Regions from separate parts of the Ovis aries genome. Here region 2 is linked to region 1. The links are chromatin contacts, called in public Hi-C maps. All regions are on one chromosome and are shown on one strand. The core of a region is the stretch at or near the end of the contact, and the rest is flanking DNA. Distances in the headings are between cores, read along the strand shown. Region 1 has its middle 40 kb from the start of SETD7. Region 2 holds the start of SETD7 (SET domain containing 7, histone lysine methyltransferase).

Evidence for each region. Hi-C and Micro-C count contacts between places; a contact is called where the count stands out from the background.
Region 2: a contact with region 1 is called in a Hi-C map of muscle, with 3 times the contacts expected there. The contact joins the promoter of SETD7 here to the enhancer-like site in region 1. A contact is called at or near these places in 3 of 16 Hi-C or Micro-C datasets (hypothalamus, muscle and skin fibroblasts).

Annotation. Positions count from the first base shown.
Region 1 is chr17:18,183,249-18,186,462 of ARS-UI_Ramb_v3.0, reverse strand. No RefSeq gene overlaps it. Among named protein-coding and RNA genes, the nearest start is that of SETD7, 40 kb to the left of the region's middle. Within about 2 kb of position 1,767, at least 7 of the 54 cell types and tissues checked have an H3K27ac peak or open chromatin away from gene starts, as enhancers often do. A contact at or near this core is called in muscle, where this site is marked.
Region 2 is chr17:18,223,651-18,226,864 of ARS-UI_Ramb_v3.0, reverse strand. SETD7 (SET domain containing 7, histone lysine methyltransferase) reads right to left here and starts at 1,761. Exons shown (of 8, transcript XM_027956265.2): 1 at 1,619-1,761. The coding sequence starts at 1,658.

The DNA of each region.
Region 1 (3,214 bases), core at 518-3,017:
AATGACTTGCTTAACTGCACTGATTGATTTGACCAGATGTTTGGCTCATGTAGCAGATTTCAGTCAAGATGGCGGACTTTTTTCACTTGCCTGACTGCTGTCTTGGTGCCTCAGGTGATGACACAATTTTCTAGACATAGTTTAGAACCTTTTAAAACAGTTTCTCTCGGTGATTTCCCTCACAGTTCTACTAAGGATAACAAGGCCTTTACTTCAGGGAAAGTGAGAGAAATGGTGTGATCCTAGGCAGCTACCCCTCCTGATGGTCCCTCCCACCTTGTGCGGGGTTAAGATAGATGCCTTTCTTTCCCTTCTGAGTCAAATGCACTGGACACTGACCCACTGAGAAGGCTTTGCTGATCGAAATAATAACTCATTACCTTAAAAACATACTTCACTGTAAGTCACTTCAGGGTATTCATGGTTTCAATAAGATGGCCCTGGCTTTTCAACATGATAAAAGAAGAGTTACATGAAGATTGCGCCATCTTGTTACAGGAAACAGCAGAGGAAACGTCAGCTTTTACCTGAAACCCTAGGCCTGAGAATTTGCAATGTGACACAGCCAGGAGGTGGAGTTGGTCACTCCTTCCGCCTTCAGGCAATTCTTCCATTCAGCTTCCAGGCCTTGACGCTCTCCTGTTTCTCCTCCTCCCCGCCTGGCTGCTCCTCTCGGCTCTTAAGCTGGGTCCAGTGAAGGCTGGCACAGCTTCCCTCTTGTCTCCTTCCCTCTCCTGGTTATATCACTGGTCCTGTACCTTGCCATGCTGCCGTATCCTGGTACCTCCGAACTTATCTCTCAAGCCCTGCACTGTCCCCTGAGCGCCAGTCTTGTTTACCCAGATGCCAGCTCGACATCTCTACTAAATGTCAAATAAGCCTCTCAAACCCAACGTGTCCAACACTGAGGTCCTAGACTCCTCTCCCGATTTTCAACCCGCATCTTCACCATCTCAATGAATGACGATTACATCCTCACAGGTGCTTGTGTTAAAAGAACTTGGAGTCACTGCAGTGAATTGAAATGGTGTCTCCCCCAAAGACATGGCCATGTCCTAACCCCCGTTATGTGAATGTGAGCTTAATTGGGGGAAAGTTGTTGGCAGTTATAATTAAGCCTCTCTAGGTGAGGTCATGCTGAATGATCTGGGCAGGTCCTAAATCCAAGGAAAAGTGTCCTTACGAGAGATAAGAGATGACACACAGAGGAGAAGGCCGTGTGAGGAGGGAGGCAGAGATTGGAGTCATGTGGCCTCAGCCTGAGGAATGCCCAGATCCCCCAGAAACTGGAAAAGGCAAGAAAGAATATCCCTTAGAGCTTCTGGGGACAGGCACCCCTGACAACTCCTTTATGTCAGCCTTCTGGCCTCCAGAGTTGTGACAGAATAATTTTCTGTCACTTTAAGCAGCCAAGCTTGTGGCTCTGTGCTTCAGTAGCCACAGAAAACTAATGGAATGTTCAACCATTCTCTTCTTTCTTTTTCTTGAGCCAACCTCCCAGCAAATCCTGTTGGCCCTTTCCCCAAAACAGGCCCAGAATCTGACCACTTCTTACCAGCTCCATTGCTATTCACCTGGTTTGAGCTCTTACATCTCTTACATGGAATATCGCAATCCCGTCTTCCTGGTTCTGCCCTGCACCCCCCCCCCCCCGCCCCCCAACCCCACGCCAAATCCTTTTAACACAAAGTCAGATCATGTTACTTCTCTAGCTCCTCAGAGTAAGAGCCAAAGTCTTACGAACAAGGGGCTGCCACGGGTTTCGTAATCTGGCTGGCTTCTTTGATGTCTCTAACTCATCTTAGACGGCGTCCCCCTTGCTTACTCTGCTCCAGCCACTATAGCCCCTTTGCTTTCCCTTGTATGTACCAATCATGTGTCTGCCTCAGGGCCTTTGCACCGACCTTCCCTTCTGCCTGCAACACTCTTCTCCCAGATATCACCATGGCTAAATCCCTTGTCTTATTCAAGTCTTATGTATTTCCTCAGTGAAATCTTCTCTGACAATTCCATTTAAAATAACAGCCCTAATAAATGCTCCATCAGCCCTCTCCATACTCGAGCCTGCGTGTGTGCTCAGTGGCTTCAGTCATGTCTGACTCTTTGAGATCCCACCAGGCTCCTCTGTCCATGGGATTCTCCAGGCAATAATGCTGGAGTGTGTTGCCATGCCCTCTTCCAGGGGATCTTCCTGACCCAGGGATTAAACCCATGTCTCCTGCATTGCAGGCAAATTCTTTACCACCGAGCCACCAGGGAAGACCCTCCATACTCATATTATGGTATAAATACTGTGTATCTTACTTGTTTATTTTAATTGTTGTTTTTCTCCATCTGCTCGAAGGTGAGATCCCTATGGATATATTTATGTATTTTTTAACATATTTAAAAAATATATTTAACCCATTTTTCTCTAGAAAAAGCAAGCTATAAAATCTCACCAACTGAAGAATCATCTTCCAAACAGTTGCATCTTCCAGAAAGCATTTGCATCATATTGCTTCTTTCTGGCTCTTCGTAAGAAGTACTTGGGGACAGCAGCGTCTCATGGGTTTATACAGATATACCATGCTTTGAAAATATGGGAAAGTAGAACTAGGAATATTCAAAACAAAGTCAGAGTGTGGTTGTTTACATTACCGAAGGACTCTTAATTTAGAAAGGAAACCAGTGTTGAGTGCCTATAAATAGCAGCTCCCTCTGCAAGTAAGTGCTTGTTTATTTGACTAAATGCTTGAGGTCAGGAACACTTCAAACTCATACGCTAGCAGGTCAGCAAGATCCTTTGAAAATCATTGGAAATAATGGTAAGTTATCCCTAAAATAATGGTGTAATTGGTGAGAAAAAAAATGTATTTACTCCATCCGCCTAAATCATCTTCAAATGACACTTTGGAAAACACATTCTTGACATGAAGCTAAGCACAGTCATACTTGCATTTGCCATGTGGAACTGTCTGGCATTGCAACTCACACAGAATTCAAATTGAAAGACTGTGTAGCTGTCAGCAGTTTTACAAGACCAGGGGATAAAAAGTAAGTCTGTTTACAGAGAGGCAGCCAGACCCATAACTTCTCATTTACAAGCAGCACACACACGATTGTTTTATGTGTGTGGTTTGTTAAAAAAAAAAAAAAAATAGCAACTTGATTTTCAAACTCAATAAAGGTTTAAGGGCCTTGGAAAGCACTGTAGGTCATAGTCATCATAAGC
Region 2 (3,214 bases), core at 512-3,011, 40 kb before region 1:
TTTTACGAGTCTAAGTAAACTTTGAAGAATGAGAGCAAGTCCTAACAATATGAGAGTAGCATTTTTCAATTATCTTTCATAACATGAAGGCATAGGTAGTCAATAATTTAAAGAAGATTACCAATCAACGTCTTTGGGCCCCAGGAAGTTCCAGCATTGGCTTTACTTAGAGAGAAATAGTTCAGGGCATTGTGAATTTAAAACAAAACCAACACTCTCTGAAGCACGATAAAGAAAGAAGTTTCAACACTTACATGAAGACAACTTTTAGAGAATTCAAAAATATTATCCAACTTAGTCTCTCCCTAAGACCTTGGGAGCATTGCAAACGGAGTCAATTATGTTGATATAAAAATTGATTTTTTTTCCTCTCAAAGTAGCAGTAACTGCATTCTCATGAGTCTGTAAGCCTTGTCACTTTGTTTTTCTTTACCATTTCTAAGAACTTGTTTATACAAATTAGATAGAAAGCAGATTCAACCAAAAGCTAAAAAATGTTTACTTAGCTGTTTGGTTAAAATATTCTGGAATAATACCACGCAACACTGCAAAACATCACGACGTACCGTCCAGGGTAGAATCATAGAAATAAATAACGCTAACGTGTATTTTCCAGTATTCACTGTTACAAAATCATAACGTCTCAGGATACAAACAACTAGATTGTATAACGTCCCCACCTCGTTTTTTTAGAACTAGCCAAAAAAAAAAAAAAGAAAAAAGAGGTGGAGAAACTCAGCAAAACAAAGTGGCGAGAAAAGTCGGGGGAGGGGCGCTGGAAGCGAAGGGGCGGAGAAACACGACACAGAGGCGGTGATATCACCCACAGCCAACTGCATGGAATTCAGAAAGTTAAGTGTCACCCAGCAATTTGGGTCCGGGCTTGCGGGGCGCCTGCACAGTGTGGCGGCGGCGGCAGCCGCCGGGGAAGCAGGAAGGGGGAGGGGCGGTGTGGCCGAGTGCGCTCCGGGGCAGCGGAGGCCAGGTCGGCGTGCGTTCAAGCCCCGGGTCCGGAGCCTTGTCCCCGGCCCTGCAATGATTTCATCTTTTCGGAGGAGCGACCGCCCGAGCCGCGGCTGCCACGTGCCTGGTCCAGCCCTGTGCGCTGCGCCGGGGGACGGACCCGGACGCGACCGCGGTCACCGCGGATCGCAGCGGCAAGCCGAACGAAAGGGCTGGCGCCGGGAGAGGGGCTCAGGATTGCTCCGCCGAGATCGCCAGCGGCGGCGGGGGAGGGGGCCCGGGGGGGTCTGTCCTCCTGCGCACCTCCATCCCCCATCCCCGAAAAGGGGAAGGCCGGAGTGCCGGGCAGGTTTTGTAACTCCGAGGGCGGATGCAGGCGGTGGCCGGGCAGGATGGAGCAGCCGTGCCCCTCTCCCGACCCCCCGGGGACCCCGGCCCCGCTGAGCCCGGTTCCCGGCCTGCGCCCCGCCGCTCAGTGCGCGTCGCCGGTGGCGTGGCCGTGGCCGTCCGGCCCCTGCGCGAACCCGGCCACCCGCGTAGGGGACGGTGGCGGCCGCTGGGGGCCCGCAGCCGCGCCGGTCGCAGCCCGCCACTCCTTCCGCGTCCCGTGCCCCCTCCGGCGCCTCCTCCCGGGGCCCCGCAGAGATGCTTGTACCTTCCACCGCCTCCTCCACCATCTCATCGTCGCTATCCATGGCGGCTGGGGACCCTGCCCAGCTCGGGGCCGCGCGGCTGCCTCGCGTCCCTCCGGGTGCTCGCGGCGGCTGAGCGAGCGCTGGGGCTGAACCCTGCGAGTTTGGAGGAGGAGGAAGAGGAGGAGCAGTCGGGGCTGGCTCGCACTGCCTCCCCCTACAGCCCTTTCAATTCCTTGGCCTTAAGCTGCTCCGTCGGCAGCCGTCCCTCCTCCCCTTCGCCCACTGGCCCCCTTGCCTCCCAGGCTCCGGGGTGCCGCGGTGGCCGCCGCCGCCGCCGCTGCAACTTTCTCCTGTAATACCCCCTCTTTGTTATCGAGCAGCTGATCCGCTGACATCACCCAGCGCCGGTGCGCTCCCTCCCTCGCTGATTGACAGTTCCCTGTCCCTTCCCAGAAGTAAGGCTCCTTAAAACGAAAGGCGCTCCCGGTCCGCGCTGGCTCTGCGCCCCACCCCTCCAGTCCCCCGGCCCATTACGGGTTTAGCTTTTGCTTCTGCGAGGTTGGGTGCGCTCCGAGCGCTCTCCTCGCGGCGCTTGGGACCTCCGGGTAGCCACCCTTGGGGGTGGGGAGGGCTCAGAATGCTCGACCTCCAACTATGCCAGGGACCCCTTGGAAGTCCGCGTTCAGTGCTCGCCAGCCGTAGCAGCCCTCCCCTCCCCGCCCCGGCTCCTCCGGACAGCCTCCAAAGAGCCGGGCAAGCTCAGGCAGCGTTCCTGATACTCCAGCGCCTCAACTTCCTCTCGCCCTCGCCCCCACTTCATCCCGTTTGCCACCCGGAGCTGCACGAGTGCGGCACGCACGGGAGCGCAGGTGTCCCCGCGTTGCAGCATCACATCCGCGAGCAGGTTTCCCAGGCGCCAGGGGGTGACATCCAGCCCGGATGCCGCCGGACTGCGGCTCCCACCCTAGCGCGCTGCGTCCCCACCCTCCTCGGGACCATCAGGCGTCTCGTCTCGAGTGATTCAGAGCTTCAGCAAATCCAAATGGCAGCGGGCTCTTTATCAGGCAGGAAATAAGCCGCGCGGAAGGCCTGGCAGGTCCCTCCTCGCGGTGGTGGTAACGGAAAAGGAGCCACCGAGTGGAGCTCCCGAGGAAGGACCCTCCGTCTGGCGCGCCTCCCCCTGTCGCCTCCCGCCCAGTACGTGTGATGTCCCCAGCCGTCTCTTGGTTTCTCCAAGTGCCAGCCCTTCACAGATTCCTGCTCTTGAAGTGTAGAACATCACGGGGCCCCCGCTTCCCGGCCCCGCCACTTAGTGTCATTACGGCGTTGCCTCTTACAGGTGGCGGTAAAGGGCGGCTGTAAATAGCTGGTTAAATGGATGCAAATGTACACAATGTACCGTGGAATTACCGGGTGCCGCTCTGGGCATCTGCCAAGAACAGCTACTGCACGCAGCGGGCGAGGGCGGGGAGCGGAGAGGAGGGAGCAGAGAAAGTTGTTCTGTTTTGTTTTCTGAACCACGAATGAGACTTTGCGGATTTCGGAGTACTTCCAGTACCCGGGAGACCACGTCTTGTTTTGGGGCTTTGTGCTTAAATGCCAGGTATATATATATT